Linked DNA regions of Mus musculus: all the other regions are linked to region 1. The links are chromatin contacts, called in public Hi-C and HiChIP or PLAC-seq maps. All regions are on one chromosome and are shown on one strand. The core of a region is the stretch at or near the end of the contact, and the rest is flanking DNA. Distances in the headings are between cores, read along the strand shown.

Region 1 (5,066 bases), core at 1,303-3,802:
GGTCCTACTATTAACTCGTTTGTAACTGGGTCTAACTATTAACTACTGTGAACTAGCCAGTTTGATACTCACTATGTAGCCCAAGCTGGCCTTGAACTTGTGGCAATTCTCCTGTTTTAGCCCCCTGAGTGCTGTGATTGTATTCATACCCCACCACACAAGCTTTACTATATTTTGATTAATGGAGAGGTAATCAAAGACTTAAATCAAAAAACAAATCAGAGACTATGTCATCATGAAGAGATTTCTTTTTTTTTTCTCTCTTTCTTTTTTGAATCACACAGCAGCTTGAACTGATGAAGATAGCAGTGGTATAAACTCAGGACTCAAATGCACAGCACACTAATTGTGCACTTGCTGTCTTCCCAGCCCGGCTTAAAGTGTGGAAGCTGACGTGTATAGACCAGAACTGAGACTCACTCTTTTTATCTATTTAAATTTTGACTCCTGATGTTGGTGGGAAACTGGCTCATAGGCAAATGATTTCAGATTAGCTTCCATGTGTGGGAGGGACTTCCTTGTCAAACTTCGCCTGTTAGGCAGCGCCCAGGCCATTCTTTTTCTTGACCCCATAGACATCCAAGGAGTGAGGGTCCAGATAGAAAAGAAGTAGGGCAACGGAGAGAACCTGATCAATATGCACAGGGAAACCGGTTTCACTCACAGGGTTTTGTTGTTTCTGTTGTTATTATGTGTGTGTGTGTGATTATACAGTGTGTACACACGCACACACACACACACACACACACACACACACACACACACACACACGCACCTGGTGCCTGAGGAGGTCAGAAGAGGGTGCTGGAATTGGAGATATGGAGAGTTGGTAGTTGCCATGTGGGTTCTGAGAACCAAACATAGGTCCTTTGAAAGAGCAGCAAGTGCTCTCAACCACTGAGCCGTTGCTTCAGCCCCTGAATACTGGTTTTCTTTAATTGTTTTTTCTTTTCTATGAATGCTTGCACTTTCTGGAACCACAAGAAATCACTGACCCTAACTCTGGGGCTTGTCCATTTCTGTTGCACAGTTAAATGCTCACAATGCTCCCTGGAGTCTTTCTAATTTTCTAAGACACAGGAAAGGAAACTGAACTTCAGAGTCCGTCCTACAGCAGGTGGGGAGGTGAGTGAATGTGTGTGTAGTGTGTGTGTGTGTGTGTGTGTGTGTGTGTGTGTGTGTGTGTGTCTTTTCCCAAACATCAGTAGTCCCTCAGATCATAGGACCAGTTACATACATACTATAAAACCACTTTCCTGGGGCTGGAGAGATGGCTCAGTGGTTAAGAGCACTGACTGCTCTTCCAAAGGTCCTAAGTTCAACTCTCAACAACCACATGGTGACTCACAACCATCTGCAATGAGATCATATGCTCTCTTCTGGTGTGTCTGAAGACAGCTACAGTGCACTGATACATAAAATAAACAAATCTTTACAAACAAACAAACAAATAAATAAATAAATATATTATTGAAGTTAGTTTGGTCATATCCTTGCCTTCTTTCTTTTTAACTCTTACCCGTTGCCCATCTGTCTTGGGGTTGCACTGGAGGTGAAATCAAGCAAGGATCTCCTGACTCACAGCCTTGTTCCCTCTTGAACTTTGCCACACTTGGTTGCTGCCTGTTTTATTGACAATGACCGGAATCACATTTATACAGCCAAATATGCTGTGTGCCATGTTGACCTGAAGTTATTGAAAGCGCTGAGGACTGGAGAGGGCTTGATCAAGAGCTCTGGCTGCTCTTGCAGAGGACATGAGTTCAATTCCCAGCACCCACTTGGTGGCTCACAGCTCTAACTCCAGTTCCAGGGGATCCAATGCTGTCTTGTGGCCTCTCTGGACACCAAGCATGCATGTAGTACACATACATACAGACAGACAAAACACCTACACACATGAAATAAAATAAATCTAAAACTTAAAAAAGAACTGACAACTTTTCGGTTAAAAACATCTCTTCTAGATCTTTTCCCATGAGAAATACACTTTTCTCTATTTTTACTGTTTATTGTTTTAATGATTATTTTTTAAATTGGCTTCAGGCTTATCTCTCTGTAAACAAACAAAAGGGACTTTCCTTCCTGCTGGTTTTCACAGACTTTTCGAGAGCAACGTTTACTATTCTTTCAGAGCTGCAACGACTCTTGCTCTTCCCCAAGACCCCGGAACGTGGGACACATTGGGCTTCAAAGGTGATTTAAAGTTCCTATTTTTCTGAGGTGCATTCTGGGGGATTTCTCCTCAACCTTTCTTATCTAAGTGCATACAAAGAGCAAGCACAACTAAACAGTCAAGGAGCAACAGTTTTAATCCCAGGCGTCTGGGGGTTAAGTGGGTTTGCAGACTGGGCCCCTCCCCTGAGCGTTACCTGCCACCCCATCTGGATTCACTTAGAGGCCACCAGCCAGTTATCTGCCTCCCTCTCCAGCAAAGCTCTTCACGGGATTCCTGACAGCACTTACTTAGCCAGACCTACTGGGCAGAACGTGATCCCTAGATGATAGTGCATCATAAATCCGCCTGCCCTGCCTCGCCTCAGCGGGCATGGGACCTCCACGTGACTCATTCCACAGGCTTCCTGTGAGATTAGACAGGTGCTCGCTGGGAATTTGAATAGCTTTAGATCCAGCAGTTCTGCTATTTCTGGTGTGGGCAGTGATGACTGCTCACCCAGGAGGGCAGGACCAGTGGCCAGCCTGTCTCTAGCGTTAACATCATCTGTCCCGCTTGCTAAGGAGCCTGCGTCGAGGACGCTACACCAAAGGAATCGCTGTTCTTGGAGTCTGCTGTCTCTATCATGTACCTAAAATAACTCCGGAGACACTGATGAGGGCATCACTGACAGACATGATTGGCTTCAAGGGCATCTGAAAGACCGAGCTTGCCCTCTGATTTAGGAGGCCTGGGGGGGGGGGGTTCTTCTGCGTTGTCTCTGGCAGCCTGCCATTTGCCTCTTCTACATGGCAATCTCTCCTCCGACTTCAGCTCCTGGGATAGAGATCCTATCTGAGGGGTCTGGTCAAGGAAGTTACCCGAAGCGACCACCTGCTCTTATCATTCCACGGCTGGGTTGCGCAGCCTCTTCTCTAGGTCGCGATTTATAATCTGATACTTGTTCTCTTCTGGTGAGTTCTGTGTGCCACACTTAGCTCCACAAAACTCCACAACCTTTGGTTGGTTTCCCTCCTCTTCCTCTTCACCTGCCTTCTTCTTACTACACCCCCAACCCCCAATGCCTAGCCCATAGTGCTTAACTGGTTCATAGTAAGTTTTAATCAAATTCCATTAGTAAATTCAATGATGAGATTTTTTTTTTTTTAAACCGCCTTCCCTGCCTCTTCTTCATTATGGGCTGCATAATTTTCGGATTTTCTTGAGCATACTTTTAACCTCGTTTGAGAAAAGCACACATCTAAAGCTTTCTATCTACCAATAGACGCGTGGTTTTTCAGAGATGGTGGTATTTATTAGATATCTCATTCCTGTAAGTCCTGATGCCTTTGCTCCCGCTGTAATGCAGCCAGAGTCGTTGAACTGACCATTCTCTTGGCAAAAAACAAACAAAATATCTAGACTGAAGGCTCACAAGCAGAAATACTTCAAGGAGCTCAGAAGGAAAATATTAGAAACATTTGTTCATCTTCTTTAATCTCCTGATAAGAAATAGAGGTAAGTCTGAGTAATAAGTAATACGTGTTGACAGCTCTTTATACATGGACGTTTCATGTCTGGAAGCAGTTTATGTGTAATTATATATTAACATGCATATGTTGGGGGAGACATGCTATGTATAAATAGAGGTTCTCAGTTTAAAAGGAGTAGATTGGAATACCTTATAGAGAGCTAGAGAGATGGCTCAGCTGTTACAAGCATTGCTGGTCTTGCAGAGAACTGAGTTCAGTTCCCAGAACCCAACACCATACTGTGGCTCATAACCACGCGGAACCTCAGTTCCAGGAGATCCGTTAGGCACTCACATACGGATGTGCAGGCCAAATATCCATGCACACAAAGTAAAACAAACAAAATAAAACAATAAAAATTCATATTCATGTAAATTGCTTTTAAAAAATTAAATTTGGCTTTGTTTCATTTTTGAGAAAGGGTCTCACTAGCCTAGAACTTGCTCTGTGGACCAGGCTGGTCTCATACTCACAGAGACCCACCTACTGCTGACGCTTGAGTGTTGGGATTAAAGGTATGTGCCACCACACTGGTTTATGTGCGGTTTTAAAGGTAGGAATTACGGAATCACTCATTTGCATTGCCTAGCATCGTGGTTAGAACATACAGACAGGGGACTTCTAGATGCTTTCTTAACAAGGTCAAACTTTGCAGGGGACACTTAGTTCCAGGCAGTCAAAATTTTGATGAAAAAATAAATAAAAAAGAAATCAAGTTTATACCTTTAGTCCCTCTGCCTTCCACCCCTTAACAGGGTTTCTCTGTGTAGCCCTGGCTGTCCTGGAACAAGCTCTCTAGACCAGGGTAGTCTTGAACTCCGGGATTTCCCTGCCTCTCAAGTGCTAGAATTTAGGGTGTGGCCACTGTCACCCAACACATTCGGTCTTACATTGATTGCTCAAGGTAGCATCTTTTTTTTCTCTCTTCTCCATACGAGCCCCTCTCCTTCCCAGTCCAGAAGGCTTAACGTTTATTTATTCTATGTATGTGAGTACAATGTCACTCTCTTCAGACACACCAGATGAGGGCATCAGATCTCATTCTAGATGGTTGTGAGCCACCACGTGGTTGCTGGGATTTGAGCTCAAGACCTCTGGAAGAACAGTCAGTGCTCTTAACCACTGAGCCATCTCTCCGGCCCTCAAGGTAGCATCTTTTAGCAAACACTGATCATCGCCCTGGGAAAGCAACTTCAGACAGCTCTCACCAGCCTTTGTGTATGCAGGGCAGATCATTCAGTTGCTGTCACAAACGGTTTCCTCAGGACCTCGTGAGTCAGTGAAACCTGGTTGAGTTTAACCTGCTGAACATGATGGACGTGAACTTAGAGGGTCATAGATCACCTGGCTGTTCCCGAAGCCATGGGGCCCCTGCCAAG
Region 2 (5,066 bases), core at 782-3,281, 190 kb before region 1:
GATTCCTGCGAGACGTCCTCTCCTTCCCATCTCCACACACTAAAATAAAGACAAAAGTCCCTCCTTTCCCTGAAGTTTTAACAAAGGCTTGTGTATTTTGCTTTGTGGCAGAGCTGAGACTGGTCCTGGATTTTTTTATCTGAGAGGAGCTTGCTCACATTCCTCAGTCCTCCCGCTGAGTACTGCCAGCCTTGGTTCTGGCACCCAAGCTCTGTAGTGCTGCCTGGGATACTCTGTAAGCCCATTTTATTCTGTCATTCATTTTATAATCCCCAACTTCCATTTTACTGACAGGTTAGACGCAACACAGAAGAGATATACATATCTCTGTACAGAGAAATGTTTACGTTGTAACAATAATGCCTACATGCTTTAAGGGCCAAATACAATCACCTGTGGAGTTTGGAAAGACAAAGCAAGTTGTGCACAGCTTTCCAGAGCAGAAACTGACATGCATCAGTGTACTGTGCTATTACTCTATGCTTTTCTGTCTCTCCCAGTTGTTGCAAATATGGAATCTTGGCACATCAACAGCTACTTCCTGTAGAGAACCGTAGGAATGCTTTAGCCTTGTACAGAGTGACCACTTCCTTTTCCCTGTCCTCTGGCAGCAGCATTCTGAGTTGGAAGCATTTATCTAGCAGGGATAAACAACTAAACCTCTTTAGGGAATTCTCTCTGCTTCTTGGCATTCTCCCATTTAGTGCCCTGTGATGCTCAAGTGAGGAGACTCCATCTCTAGATGGGGGGTGCCTTTAATCCATAGGCATGGGCCTGGGATAGTCAGAGTTCCATTTATTATTTTCAAATCTAATAGACATCAAAGAACCACACTCTCCCTGGGAGTGGGACTCGGGCAGAAGGTGGCATCACCTTTATGGTGACAGCAACAGTAGTTCCTTGGTGAGCCTTAGCCTCCTAGTTTGACTTCCTCACATCACTGACCTGCCAAAGGGGCTTCTGCAGAAGCAGTGGTCTCCACACCCCTGCCTTGCTCCCCATAGACAACTGGTCCACACATGCCACAAGTCCTACCTCCTCCTAACCCTGAGCACAATCCATCAAACTGTGCTGCAAGGGTTCCAAGAACAGAACGGATCTGCAATTCTCCTGGCTTAGAGAGCCACCTTAGGAACGCAGCAAGCGAGACAGCAACTGTGACTTAGTGTGATGCTGCTTACAGAGACCCCAAGAAAAAGGACAGGATTGGCAGGAACCTGCTGCTATGGGCTGTGCCTGGTGGAGTGGGGACAACAGTCTACGACAGCCTTTGTGCACTGGGCCTACTTACTGCTCCATAGTCAACTCTCAACATCACTCTATCCCTGCACCAAGGCCTGGGTAGCTCTGTTCCTTACACAGATGCCAACATAGCTCTCACCAACTTCTAACTTTCATTCTAAAGCCATTTTGCCTTAAGTAGCAAAATGAAAATGATTCTTTCAATGGTTTTCCCTATCCTTAGATAGGTTCTCAACATTCCTAATGCTATGAGCCTTTCATGTTATGGTGACCCCTAATCAGAAAATTATTTTGTTACTACTTTGTAACTTTAATTTTGCTACTGTTATAAATCTCAATATAAATATTTGATGTGACCCCGCTAAGAGGGTTGTTGGACTCCCCCAAAGGGGTTGAGGCCTTCAGGTTGAGAACAATGCCTTGGTACATTCAAGACTCTGTCTCAAGCTTTTTTTCTCCTTCCCTTTTCTTACCCTTTACCTCTACCCCAGCATTTATAAACTGTCTTTGAAAACTCAACCTTTTCTAGGTCCCTCAATCCTGAAGGGCTTTTCTCTCAACAATGTTGTAGTCGGCAGAGAGGGCCCTGCACAACCAGCTCAGGGGCAGCCTTCTATAGGAAGCTGATCCCTGTAGGGCAGTAAGCGCTGCACCTCTAACAGGAGCTTTTGAAGTTGGGAAAGGAGAAGTGCAGAAACTATAGTCATCAGCTATCCAGAACCAACCGTGGAGATGTGATTCTCACATGGGAAAAGAATGTAGCCACACTGCCATCTATGTCCCAGACGGAACACAAGGTCAGAACCGAGCTATTTCAGTCCCTGTAAACAAGAGCTTTAGCTAGGAATGGAGTTCAAACCTTGGAATGTGTTAACAAGGACATTTAAACAGAATCCAAAGACATCCGGGAACACAAAGCACCACAGAGAGGGACAGCAGGCTGGGGTGACTAGGGGCAGATTCTTTTCATACAGAGAGCCTTTGGGAAAGGGGGCCCAGAGCAGCGTGTAAATCATCTCTCCAAGCCCAGAGGAAAACGCAGCTGGCAACATGGCTCTGCAAACACCTGACAGACTCCTGCGCTTGAACCAGCTCCTGACGGTTGTCCCAACTTCCGCTTCTACACACACCCTACAATTTAAAAGCAGCAACAATCATGTCAAAGTTGCATGTGTTGGGGGAAGTCCCAGCTGTTCACATGTGAAGCCATTGGAGACTGATAGTTTAAAGCACTGATCCTCAACCTGGGGGTAGGTCAAATGACCCTTTCACAGGGCGTCACCTAAGACCATGGAAAAATAAAGACTTATATAGTTCTTAACAGCAGCAAAATTACAGTTATGACGTAGGAATGAAATTAATTTTGTGGCTGGGGGTCACCACAGCATGAGCAAGTATATTAAAGGTTTGCCATGTTGCCATGTTGGAAGGTTGAGAACCACTGGCTTATAAACTATATAAGCCATTTGACTTCACCTGTTTTTGATGTGTAAGCTCACTAGGGCACTCTGCTGACTGACAGCTGAAGGGTACTTACAGGAGAACAACTGTCTGGGGCTTCTACATGGCTAAGCCACACTCCTGGCCAGGACCAGTTAAGCTTCTCCCCGCAACCCTGCTTTCACCATCTGCATGCGCTCTGCCTAACAGCTTAACTTTAACCTGACATTCAGTTTCGCCAGGTCAGGTAAGAAATATTCCCCCCCACCCCCGCCCTGCTGCCCCGAGTCCAAGTAAACAGGAGACATTTGGCAAATTAGTTTTGATACCTGTCTGCTTAATTTAATCAAGCACACATATTTATGATAAGTGAATATTTGAAACACTTCAGTGTTTGTAGTCTTCGGTAGAAGCCAGTCTCCCTGGCTGTTTACTCATCATTTTATCCCTAAGGGCAAATGGACCACCTTCCCTCCTCAGCTCAGGTGTGCCTCAGTCTGACAAGGATGGCTCACATGAGATCACCTTAGATCGGTGTCACCTTAGATTGGAGACAAGAACAGCCTTTACATTCTTGCCTGTCTGTAACCACAGTACCAGTGCCCCCCACCCCCCTCCCACTGCCATCACCTGGTGAGCATTCCAGGGGCACGTGACCCTCTAGTCCTCAGCCCCTGCCTCCACCTACTACTTTAATATTAGGTCCTTCTGGTATCAGGTATGATGTTCCCACCTACTTCTGACAAATGGGCTGGTGGGCCATGAACAGCTCATATTTTGGATGTGTTACTGCATTTATGTCTAGCACTAAGGAACTCTGGGAGAGCACTTGGCCTAGCGCACAAAGAAAACCCACTGGGGAAAACCCACTGCCATACAAACTGCAAGAGAGGCTATAAGGTGATCTTTAAATTACTCCAGAGAAAGGAAAGCCCTTCAAACCAAACCCACCCACGAAGATGGTACACATTATGGGCACTCCCTCTGAGAGCCATGACGAAAAGAGAGAAGTTACAAGGGCATACAGCTAATGGGCAATCACCAATGTCCTACGTGATGTATGACATGTCAGAAAAATACAATGTTGGAGGTGCGCACTTTCTAAACAAGTGCCAAGTACTCAGCATAAAGTCACTCAAGACCCCCCAGATGTGGTAATGGCCTCCTTGGACAGCTGCCTGATCCTCCACCCTCAGCAGCAATCTCTCAGCCTCCCTTTGACTCTTTTTTTTATAGGCACCTCAGAAGGAATGAAATTCACGTCCTTATTTGGGCTGAGGCATGAAGTGTCCCTGGCGTTCTGCTACCCACAGCCAATTTCTGCAAAGCCACTGAAAGCTGCCATATGAGGTAGCAGCGGGTAGGCTGTCTCTGGTAATGAACATTATATTCATTTAATGCCTTCTGCAGAGGGCCAGGCTGGGTGGGACACACCTGTACACTCGCATTTGGAAGGATGAGGGAGGGAGGGAGGGAGGGAGGGAGGGAGGGAGGGAGGAAGTTCCCAAGTTTCACACTGGCCTGAGGCATATAGTGAGAGTCTGCCTTCCTAACCTACTACAGCCTGAAAGACAGGCCATCAAAGCTTACCAGCCAGAAAAGCACTGCCAGAGAGGAGCCCCTGGAGAATCCCACACTCTCATCCTGATTTCAGAAGACCCTCATAAAAATGTCCTCTGATAGAGAAATGGCTTCGTTCCACTTCATGTAATTGGACAGATAGGAAGGGAACATATATGTTATGTCTCAGACTTCCAACAAACTGCTAATTTCAAACAAAGGCTTGGGAAGTGAAAGCGAGAAAAGCGCTTCATTTTCATATGAAATCCCCATAGGCCATGGTGCTACTGGGGTAACTAATGTGAATGGAGCCAGCCTTAAGAAGGCCACGCATGGCGACGCATTGCCGGGCATGGTGGCATAGAACTTTCCCAGGGCTACAGAGGCTGAGGCAGGACAAGATTAAGGCTAGTCTGAGCTACATAGTTTAAGATACTATTTCAATACAAAAAGCACCCATCAATAAACCCAAGGAACAAAACTACCTATTGCTGGCTGACCTAAGTGGTTGGTGGCTGGGAGTGACTGGAAAGGCCTGCCAGACAACTGGAGAAGGTGGTATGCAGGTGCCATGGGCCTATGCAGAGGCTGTAGTTCCAGGAGATACTGGTGCCCATCCTGCCCACACTGGTTGCCACCTGACTTTGGCACTCACCAGCAAGCTCCAGTTTTGCAGAACAGCTGGATGACAGTCGCCACCAGTGAAGACCGCATTAATACCCACAAGACAGATTGCAGCCGCCATCACACACCCGAGACCTGGGTGGACAGAGAGATCTGTTAACTGCACATGGCAACCTTTTCCATGGGCCTCCTGCTGCCCT
Region 3 (5,066 bases), core at 1,885-4,384, 170 kb before region 1:
CCTGGTCCTCAATGAACTGGGTCTAGACTGCATGACTGCCCTCGCATATATTCACAGCACACACATCAAAATGGAAAGAGAAGACAGTTACACACTACTGGGTAAACAAACACCCAGCTCTGGTGACAAATGGGTACAGACCTGCAAGTAACCCAGACAGCCTCGAAGTCTGTCCGTCTGTCCATCTAAGTTCTTTATTTGTTTGCCTGTGGCAGTTTCCTGTGGACTAGCTCTCAATTTGTTTGGAGTGAAACCTCTAAAAAAAAATTTTCCAGGGGTGCCTCAGGGATGTCTCAAGATGCACACCTGAGAAGTCTGCAATAATTTACAGAGTGTCTGTCCCTTGGGGAGGAGCCCCCTGAAACAGCTGACCTCAGGACCTTCCTCGACCTCGCTTCCCTGACAATCATTCAGGCCCAGCTCTGGGGCTGCTCTAGTGGGGGTGGGGGACAGGGGCTCCACCAATGCTATGAGGTGAGACCAGCAGATTCACAAGGCAGACCGGTGACCGAGGGTCTGTATGTCGTCTTCCCCTTCCGGAAAGTGGAAGATGAAACATGTCTCTGCTGCCCAGTGAGTCACACAGTGTAGTTTGCAAACGTTACACATCCATGGCCTTGAGGCTAGATAATCATTTAAAAATGCTAATGACAGATTTCTGACACTGGCTACAGAGCCACACCATTCTCTGTATAAAATGCTAAGGCAGCACCCGTGCTTTGCTGTCCTGTCTCTTCATCCAACTTGGAGAAGGTGGGAGTTGTGAAAGAATCTTACTAAAGCACAGGCTGGCTAGGCGCTCTGGAGTCTTCTGTCTCTGCCTCCCACGCACAGGGATGACAGGTGTGTGCCACCATTAGATCAGAACCACTGGCATCTGGTGGCACAGAAAGACCTTTAAACCAGAGCGGAGAATGGCTGCTCACGGCTAGAATTGAACCAGAAGTGGATCCAACTCCGTTTTAAGGGCAGGTCCCGTTTCTTGGCTCCTCCCTTCCTTAGGAGCAGAGCAGGAAGGCAAGGAGGATGTGTCCACTAGGGAGATCTGTCAGCCTTGTTCGGATGCGAGCACTTCCGGTGGCGGATGACTTGTTGGCACGAGCATCTTCTAGTGTAAAACTCAGGGTGGCTCCGGAGCTCAAGAAACAGGCAGCAGCGTCGATGAGGCCCGGGCCCTGGGCACAGTCTCCTGGGGCACTCTTTCAGAGTCTGCTCCCATGGGACATACAACTCAGTTGCTATGGGCCTGGTCCTCCCTCACAAACCTCAGCCAGAGATGAAATACCTCGGCTCCAAAATTGTAGCACCGTGAAAACATAAAAAAAAAAACCAAAAACGCTGTAGTCTACTTGAGACCATTTTTTTTTGCTCTGATTAAAATTTTTATTGAAAGCTCTCAAATATTATCAAGAAATAGTTTTTTTTTGCAAAAGGGGGAGGGAGGGGGTTGCTAATAAATTCAACACGGGAGCTCCCTCTGCTGGTCTGCAGTAGGTTGATATGTGACAAACACATTCCCAGAGACAAATCTAATCTGCTGAAGAAGTGGACAAAAGACAGGTGTGTTGGGCTTTGCCTCTGGAGAGAAACACTAGAAGAAAAAAAAAAATCCACGTCTCAAAACAGAGCACAACAATCAAAAAATAAAAAAAATAAAAAATAAAACTAGAAGACTCTCCAAAACATTAAGTTTCCAGAACAAAACACCACTCGGCTAGTAAGGGGCCGCCCACTCTGCTCCCTCCAGTTAGCATCTCGGAAGCCATCTTTGCCTCAGAGTCTCTTCTGACAGATTTCTCATCTACTTAGAGGGGAAAGTTCCAAGGAGTCATTAGAGCGAGGCCTCTCCGAAATTCCAGTAAGAGCAAGTCTCTGGTGAGCCAGCGCCTTGCTGTGTTAGCCAGCAAGGAGAACAGGTGACACTTGCTCGGGTCACCTGTGGAAGCGCTGCGCTTTGGGGACAACCTTCCATCTTCTCAGACCCGTTTCCTCATTGTACAATGGGCTGGGCCTGCTGTCTATAAAGCCTCTACTGGGTCACTCCAAGTCCCAGCCTGGACCAATACATTCGACAAGAATGTTCTCTTAAGTGACTCCAGAGAAGAAGTGGGATTCCAAGACACAGGCCTCTCACCACCGCAGGTCAGAGTTCCACCCAGTCTAGGCTGATGGCTGAGTCAAGAGGATGCCGGGCTGGGTAAGTCTCAAGAGAAGGGGGCCATCTAGGTGATGCGAGCCAGTGAGGCACACGGCCAAGATCCAGCGAATCTTGCACTGTCTCTCCATCCTTTCTCAGTGGCGTAGACTTCCTAACTCTCCCACGAGATCCTTGTTAGAACCTTCACCCTCCATATTCCCCAGTCACTCCTGAGTCCATCTGTTACATCAGGACCAGAGCCAGCGATCCCCGTTCTTTCTGGACACTGCCAGGTCCTGATTCTCCAGGGCAGTGGTGAATGGCCTGGTTGCGGACTACCCAAAGCCACAGATTCTATAGACTATGTGTAACCTTCTATCATTCTATGATGCATGCCTGCCCCTAGTGGCCTCAACTGTTGGTTGCTCCTTTTGAGAGGGGGCACAGCACCCGCACATGAGGTATGGGACACACACAAAAGGGGCTTTTAGTTGCTCTTTGCTGTCAACAAAGATCAAAAATATAAAGGACTAAGTGACAGACAGTCACAATTTAGCCCCCCACTTGCCCGCTATCTGTCGGCTATGACGGCTACTGAATACTGAGGCAGGGATACTGGGCAGAGCACAGAAAAGCAAAAGGCACGTCTGGTCGTTGACTTCAGCTTGTTTCCTGGACCACGGCCACTGCCGGCCACTCCCTGCCACCTTCAGCACGTTTTTCCTCATTCCTCACACTGCTGTGTAGCTTCCCCAGGGAGGATATTTTGGCCTGTGGCACAGGCACTGACTGAGGGCTTCCTGCCTGCCTACAGCTGATAGGCCCCCGGAGAGCAGCTCAGAAGGGCAGCTGCCAATGCAGGCAAGAAACCCACTGCTCTGTCAGATTTAGAGTTAAAGAGCACTCAGCCCTAAGCACTTGGGGCTGCTCACAGGGGTTTCTTACAGGGGCCTTAACCAGGACTGTCCTGTGCAACATGTTTCACCAAGCCCTGGAAACAAATACCAGGCAAAATAAACATAGCCCCACCTGACCGGGCTGATAAGCTAAAAAGATCGACTGTATTTGTCTAGTGTGCATTTGTGTGTAGAAGGCAAGGGACAACCGGAAGTCAGTTCTCTCTTCCATCGTGTGGGTCCTGAGGACTGAACACAGGCTTTGGCAGCAAGCCTGAGGAGCCATCTCGTCAGCCCCATAGCCCCGCAAGTTTTAAAAGGCCAGGCGGAATGGAGGATTAGTGAGAAATACGTACAAGTGTTTTACTTGTTAATGACTGGCATTTTCCATAGGTCAATCAAATGAGGGGTTACTTCCAAGGGTGAAGGTCAGCTCTGATTATTATCCTCATACGAGACAGACCTCAGGGAACCACAGCATCCGGGGGAGAGGAACCTTCCTATGCCTCAGACTGTTCTTAACTAAGCAAGAGAAGCTCGCAGCAGATGGCTACCTTTGCCACACACTGGGCAATGAACAAGCTTTTGTCTTTCCTAGAATATGTTTCAGGCTTCTCCATGGAAGCCTCTCTCTGGTCTCTCAGCTCCCTGGGGACAAGAGCGCAAGCCTTTTAATCCACACACGCCAAGCACACATTAAAACCTGTGTCAAGTGCACGCCTCCCTTCCACACCGGATGCATGGACACACGCACTCACGCACGCCTTATGCCCCTGTGGTGCCCTTTTGCTAGCTGGGAGCCAAGGAGGGAAACCTGCTCGGTCTTTGAGTGTGGCATGAGGGTGAGATCATTAGGGAAGAGAGAGGTGGTCCTTTGGGGGCAGACATCAGGCAGTGGGTGGGGTCATGGCTGTCAGATGGTCCTCGGAGGTCCCGGAAGGGGGTCAGCTGGTCGGAGAGGGAAACCATTCACTTCCTGGAGGTGGATCTGTTAGCTGGGTAGGTGTTAGTCACATGGTGTGCTCTGGGGGACCGGGTCTGAAAGGGCTGGTGGTGGGGTGAGTGGAGAGGTGGCCGATGGGCATAAATTACCTGGGCATGCAGTGAAGCGGGGTAGGTGAAAGCGGCAGGAGGAGGAAGAGCAGGCGCTAACTCCGCTGGGTACAGAGGGTACGGGGCCCAAACTTCAGGGCTACTGGGGTAAAGTGCAGGTACTGTGAGCTCATCTGCAAGAGAAGAATAAGGGAGAGTTAGAGGTTACCACAGGGCTGTGTTCACATCGGAAAACTAACACCCAGCAACCCTTGAGCCCGATCAATGCCAGAGGTCAGAGGTCAAACACCCTCCTCCTCCTCGTCCTCCTCCCCCCCACAATCTGATGCTTTGCTTCCCACAAACTCTAAGCAAAGCACTTTAAGTACAGAGCAAATTTGTTTAGCGTCTGCTGCCTGCCTGGCGAGGTCGGTCGTGGGTCTGGGCTCTGCCCTCGAAGCTGTGTTGTCTCTCCAGCTTTTTAGCTGGGGACCCAAGAACAGTGGGAACTTCCTGCTGAAACAGAGCATGGTCCCCTGAGGAATGGAAGAGAGAGAGAGAGAGACAGACAGACAGACAGACAGACAGACAGACAGACAGACACAGTGTGTGCCTGCAGGAGACATCTCACGAGAACCTTCTGCATGCCTTTCAGGGAACGATGGGTTACCGGCGGGACCCCAACAGGCCAGACCTCCAAGGCCGTGTGTGTGGATATCAGTATTGTTATGGCCAAATAAACCATGATAAGGCACTTTCCATTTTGTCCTCAAAGTACAGGGCCAAATACTGGGACCACAGGACACTTAGAACATTACAAACTAAAATGTCCTGAATGTCCCAATTGAATCTCCCGAAAGATGGAGTAAGGAGGTTTATAAGTGGCTTCTTCTGACTGCCTGGGCTAAAAGTTCCCTGTGTAGCCCAGACTCTATTCAAGCCAACCTGCAGTGGTCCACTGCCCAGCAGCCCACTGCATCCGTGAGCAAGCTGTTAAAAGC
Region 4 (5,066 bases), core at 842-3,341, 150 kb before region 1:
ATACGATGTTGACCCACCAACTAACGGGGGAAGAGCAGCAACCCAAATGCTCTGTAAAAATAAAACTGGATTACATCTGACATTCACCTGCTACACCACAGAATATTTCTGTCTTCCTAATCCTGAAGGGGTGATCTTGTGATACGGCTTTGTTAGCTCTGACTGCAATCATGTGACTAAAAGGAAAGTTAAATGTTTCTGTGAAGGTCACTCAATGTGTCAAGAACAGGCAGAGCCAAGGCTACCTACCTACCATCACCCACATAAGTAAAATCTGGTGCCATGCCAAGTGTGGTCGGTCAGCATACATAGGAGTCAGATGCCATTAGACTAGGCTGCAGCACTTCCTTCATGTCCAACAAGGCCAAGACTCCCTAACAACTGCGATGGCCACCAACTTCTTGGATTAATGGGTCTGGTGGGCAGCAGCCACAGCTAGCTTCATTCTTTCCTAGTACATTACTGATTCCCCGTTTCATTCAACAGGGTATCCATTGAGACCTGAGAGCAACTGCTTGTGGTACAGTTGAGTCAGAGGACACGCTTCCTTTAAAGATGGCGGAGAACTTTCACTGTGAGAACACTGGCAGCCTTCACGTCAGTTCCTCGGAGCCAACAGCAGGAGCCCTCAGAGCTTTGCCAGCCCGAGAATGAACCAGGAGCTCCACCTGACAGGTGGTTAAACAGACCAACTGTGCAACATAACTGGACCCGCTGGGCCACACCCACTTGGCCGTTTAGCCTGGGATAGGATTCTCAGAAAACAGTGATGCTAAATAGGATACAAAAGTCACAGTTCCCAGAGGGACCTCTGGTGGATGGATGATAAGGTCAGCTGAGTCACAGGCTGTTTGTCAAGGCTGTCGTAAAAAGGAGCTATATAAAGGGAAAGCATGCTTACTTTAATTTTCTCAAGAATCACTGTTATCTGGGTTTTCCAAAAAAAAAAAAAAAAAAAAAGAGAGGGAAAAAAAGGCTTTCTGATTGTAGTTGTGGGGACAGGGTTTTGGGGAGGGTACCCCAAAACCCACTATGTAGCTCAAGCTGACCTCAAACCTCTTGCCACCTTCTACCTCATCTCACCACACCCCAGCACCCACCACCCCGTGCTGGGATTACAGGTGTGCACCACCACATCCAGCTTCAAGTTTGTTTTGCCAGGAGCTGCCCAGGAGTTTTCACTGTGCCATGGAGACTATCTGAACACTTCAGAACTCTGTTCTATTGCCATGCAAGGGAAATAAATGAACAGAGAGCTGAGCTCTGCCGACATGCGCTCAAGGGCCTAAGGGTGGCCAGTGTGCCACCCGGATGTAGCTTTGGGAGCAGGCCGTCTCTCTCATCCTTAGATACATTCTGCACAGGTTTGAATTCTATGAAAAGCAGTCAGCATAGATACGAAAAGCTGAAGTTTAATTTGTCACCACGGCGACACTTCCTATTTGAATCAATCACGTTCATGGGATGAGAACCAAGGCAGGCAATTTCTATACACAAAAAACCCCAAAGCATCCGAAAGTATTTTTTGTAAATGTCCTGTCAAGAAAGAAAACTTCCAGACACAAAGAAACATAAGTGTACATATTTCCAGGATTAAGACATCAAAATTCAAACCTCAATCTACTCATCCACGTATTTTAATATAGGTTTGTTTATAAATAAATACGTATATCAGAAAGGACTGGCTGTATCCTCTGTAATGCAACTGCTCTATAAAATGCAGCTGTTTAGATTTCCTTCCTAAATAGGCAAGCTTCTCTAAGAGACAAAAAAGAAAAAAACACACCCCACCACCCCTACCCTTCCCCACGATGACTTTCTTTTCTGGCTTCACAAGGACCTTTGTGTTTGGCAGTGGCAGGGATGAAGCTCTTATCTCCTGTTTCCCTGCCAGCGCCAGCTTTCTTAAGCTGACTGGGGCTCCAGATAATTAGCTCTCGGGAGGATCTGATTGAATTCGACACGCATATGACACGGGGTGAGCGAGGAGGCCACGTGCCTTTTAACTACGCAGAGAAGGGTACGGCCGGGGAGGCCGGCAGAGAGGGTCAGGACTGCGTGCTCTGGAAGAAGACAGGAACCACGAGGCAGAACATTCCGGCTAACTGTGCGTAGCCTGCACGGCTAGGAGTGCCCTGCCACATCCAATCACATACGGCTCCGTAATGAAAGGAAAAACTTAAAGTCTATCTCACGCCTCAGTTCTGCCACTGATAGAGCTGAACAAAGAAAATGAAGTCAGCCCCTCTGAAGTTACTCACTAAAGGCAGAAGTCTTCATCTCCACAGTTAAAGGCATAAGCTCGATCACGTGAGGCAAAAATCTCGCTCAACAATTAGCCAGCGTCCTTAAATAATTCGAAACAGAACACCAGACTTTGCTAAAGCTTCACTGGACCTGGAATGCTGAGCGGACTGCCCGCGTCTACTACAAACCCTCTATGCGGCCACTGCTCCCCTACGGTGCTCAACACAGGTCAGCTTGCTCCCAAACATCAGTTTCTTTTACTTTCAGTATTTCTCCAAAGCCAAGGAACTGGTGTCCTTGGGCAGAGTACGTCAGTGCAGTAACCCAGTTGCTCTTCCCAAGAACGAGGGCAGGGGGGACGACAGTTCCAGGCCACCCTCCCAGGGGCCAACGGCACAGCAAGCCAGCCCAGGAGATGCAAATCTGGAAGGCGTATCTCGGCTCGAGCTGAAGCACTGTTCTACAATGGCCGATCTCCAACAAGAGTGCCCTCAGAATTTAGACAGGAGGAACAGGCCATTTCTTCACCAACATGGAAAACAAGAACCAGCTAGCCTGGCAGCCCACGGTGTCGTCTCGAAAGCACCTCTTAACAGTCCTTTGCTGTGGCTGATTTTCAAAAGGAGGAGTAGATCGACTTACATGGCTCCCTGGCAATGAACTGAGGTACAGTGTTGGGCAGAGGAGTACTGGGGTTTGGAGTCCCTACGAGTTTGTTCTTGGCCATCTTCGTGTTTGCCTTAGCAAACTCTAGTCGTAGCGTTTGCGGGATTTCAGGATCGAAGCGGATGCCCTTTGGAAGAAAAAAAAGAAAGAAAGAACAAAGGGGAAGATGTAAACCAGAATGGTGACAAAGTAAACACATCATAAACTCTGACCTATCAGGGAATGGGGTTGGCAAGGGCTCTCAGCCTCAGCATTTACCCAGAACACACAAAACTCACAGTGCAACATGGCCAGGGAGCCAGGCAGACTTGGCCACTAGGCTCTTCAGTTACGTAGACATGCAAACATCCCCGTTCTTCCTGACCATTCTCCAGTCTGATTTAAAAATCCCAACCAACAAGTTCCTAACACAGCTTAAAAGCATGGACGGGCGGCTGCTACTAAGCATGAAGACTATGACTGTGCCCCAGTGAGTGACACTGGCGAGGGGCAGCACTGGAGAATGACACTGAAATCTGGAGGAGGTTGCACTCTGAATGGACATTAACGGTGAAGTCTTCAGTGCTTTTAGCGTGGTTCCCATAGAGAAAAGGCATTCTGTCTCCAATTCAGCTTTACAAAGGCAGTACAAGGCCACACATGCTGGGAACACATAGCTAGAGCATGTCGAATGTAACCGTTATCATTTGATTCTAGGTACTTCATGAATTTGCTAGACTCAGGAGTGGTGAAATCCCGAAGAAGTCTTTTATGGTTGGCTTTCAAGATACAACAACGGATTCCATAAGCCTGACATGAAATCAAGTTGAGCTGCTCATCCCCATCACTGCAACTGACCTTTAAAAAGCAAGAAAAGCTTTCAGCAAGTATGTTAGCGCACGCCTTCAATACCAGCCAGAAAGGCAGAGGCAGGTGGCTCTGAGTTTGAGGCTGGCCTGGTCTGCAGAGTGAAGTCCAGGAAAGCTAGGGCTACAAGAAAAAACTCCTGCCCCACCAAGAGAAAACAACAAAGACCATGTTTAGGAAAGCGGACTCCAGGCACTCTAAACTACAAGATCTACACATCAAGTGGGCTTCAGGACTCCCTCACTCAAGAACGTCTCCATGACCAAGCAAAACTAGCAATCTAGTGGAAACCGTTCAATGCCAGGAAATCTGAGTACTACCAACAGTGTCAAAAAGACACACCAGATCAGACCCCGCGTCTGTCTCAATCCTAAAATTGGATTATGCTAAGAATACAAACTTTTCATTTCTGTGGCCAAGAGGTCCCCACAACCCTTCCTTAGTTTTCATTTAACTCGAGACTTTCCTGTATGTGCACCACACGATACCCGCCTTTCTTCGTTTAAAGAAAAGTTAGGACTGGTTTTATAGGAAACTAGTAAGACTCTCGTAGCTCTGCAGACCAGTGACTCTGAACTTCACAGGTTCGGCTCCAAAGACACAGGAAGAGCCAGTGACTGACAGTCACCAGAACCCGCATTGGGCAGCTGCGGGCAGACAACAGCCCTGACCCAGAGATAACCTGCAGTAGGAGAACCTAGTCCTGACTTGGTTATTTTCTGAGAAGACAACCATTAAGGCTAGATAACACTAGGAGGGGCAGTGAGCACTGCATCTGTATACATCTAACCAGCAAGGTCAAAAAGAGAAGGACCAGGTTTATGAAATATAAAAAAAAAAAAATCAAACTTGGGGGACGGGGGGCTGGAGAGATGGCTCAGTGGTTAAGAGCACTGACTGCTCTTCCAAAGGTCCTGAGTTCAATTCCCAGCAACCACATGGTGGCTCACAACCATCTGTAATAGGATCTGACGCCCTCTTCTGGTGTCTCTGAAGACAGCTACAGTGTACTCATATAAATAAAATAAATAAATTAATTAAAAAAATAAAAACAAAACAAAACAATAACTCAGGACCCTTAGTTAGTAAACTGTCTGACTGTACTCCCACAACATACATTGGGAGACAAGGCTGTTGCCTGGAGCAGCAATTGCTTCTGGGATCGTACAACTGAGAGCCACTTCCTCCCACCACACCTGTTACCACCAGCTCCCGTCAGGAATCGTAGCTCATGGGAGGAAACAGAGGCCATAGCATTATCATGAGTTCGGGGATCGCATGGGCTACAGAGTGAGACCCTGTGTTGA

Evidence for each region. Hi-C and Micro-C count contacts between places; a contact is called where the count stands out from the background. HiChIP or PLAC-seq counts read pairs in DNA pulled down with a chosen protein or histone mark.
Region 2: an H3K27ac HiChIP or PLAC-seq map of heart atrium shows a contact between it and region 1, with 6 read pairs. The contact joins two enhancer-like sites. A contact is called at or near these places in 6 of 484 Hi-C or Micro-C datasets (embryonic stem cells, haploid embryonic stem cells, liver and 2 more), 3 of 115 datasets of contacts at active chromatin or transcription factors (heart atrium, liver and pancreatic cancer cells) and 1 of 9 other capture datasets (adipose tissue).
Region 3: a Hi-C map of liver shows a contact between it and region 1, with 2.4 times the contacts expected there. The contact joins two enhancer-like sites. A contact is called at or near these places in 8 of 484 Hi-C or Micro-C datasets (the G1E-ER4 cell line, cardiomyocytes, embryonic stem cells and 4 more), 3 of 115 datasets of contacts at active chromatin or transcription factors (liver, pancreatic cancer cells and stem cell-derived neural progenitor cells) and 2 of 9 other capture datasets (adipose tissue and pancreatic islet).
Region 4: an H3K27ac HiChIP or PLAC-seq map of heart atrium shows a contact between it and region 1, with 5 read pairs. The contact joins two enhancer-like sites. A contact is called at or near these places in 2 of 115 datasets of contacts at active chromatin or transcription factors (extraembryonic endoderm stem cells and heart atrium) and 2 of 9 other capture datasets (adipose tissue and liver).

The regions. Positions count from the first base shown.
Region 1 is chr8:33,976,164-33,981,229 of GRCm38.p6, forward strand. No RefSeq gene overlaps it. Among named protein-coding and RNA genes, the nearest start is that of Gm39157, 8.8 kb to the right of the region's middle. Within about 2 kb of position 2,553, at least 78 of the 459 cell types and tissues checked have an H3K27ac peak or open chromatin away from gene starts, as enhancers often do. A contact at or near this core is called in adipose tissue, cardiomyocytes, heart atrium and 2 more, where this site is marked.
Region 2 is chr8:33,784,495-33,789,560 of GRCm38.p6, forward strand. All of the region lies in intron 7 of Rbpms (RNA binding protein gene with multiple splicing), which reads right to left. Among named protein-coding and RNA genes, the nearest start is that of Smim18, 39 kb to the left of the region's middle. Within about 2 kb of position 2,032, at least 49 of the 459 cell types and tissues checked have an H3K27ac peak or open chromatin away from gene starts, as enhancers often do. A contact at or near this core is called in adipose tissue, heart atrium and liver, where this site is marked.
Region 3 is chr8:33,802,592-33,807,657 of GRCm38.p6, forward strand. It overlaps Rbpms (RNA binding protein gene with multiple splicing), which reads right to left. Exons shown (of 8, transcript NM_001042674.2): 6 at 4,126-4,259. Among named protein-coding and RNA genes, the nearest start is that of Smim18, 57 kb to the left of the region's middle. Within about 2 kb of position 3,135, at least 54 of the 459 cell types and tissues checked have an H3K27ac peak or open chromatin away from gene starts, as enhancers often do. A contact at or near this core is called in adipose tissue, cardiomyocytes, liver and 1 more, where this site is marked.
Region 4 is chr8:33,831,415-33,836,480 of GRCm38.p6, forward strand. Rbpms (RNA binding protein gene with multiple splicing) reads right to left here. Exons shown (of 8, transcript NM_001042674.2): 5 at 2,890-3,040. Among named protein-coding and RNA genes, the nearest start is that of Smim18, 86 kb to the left of the region's middle. Within about 2 kb of position 2,092, at least 82 of the 459 cell types and tissues checked have an H3K27ac peak or open chromatin away from gene starts, as enhancers often do. A contact at or near this core is called in adipose tissue, heart atrium and liver, where this site is marked.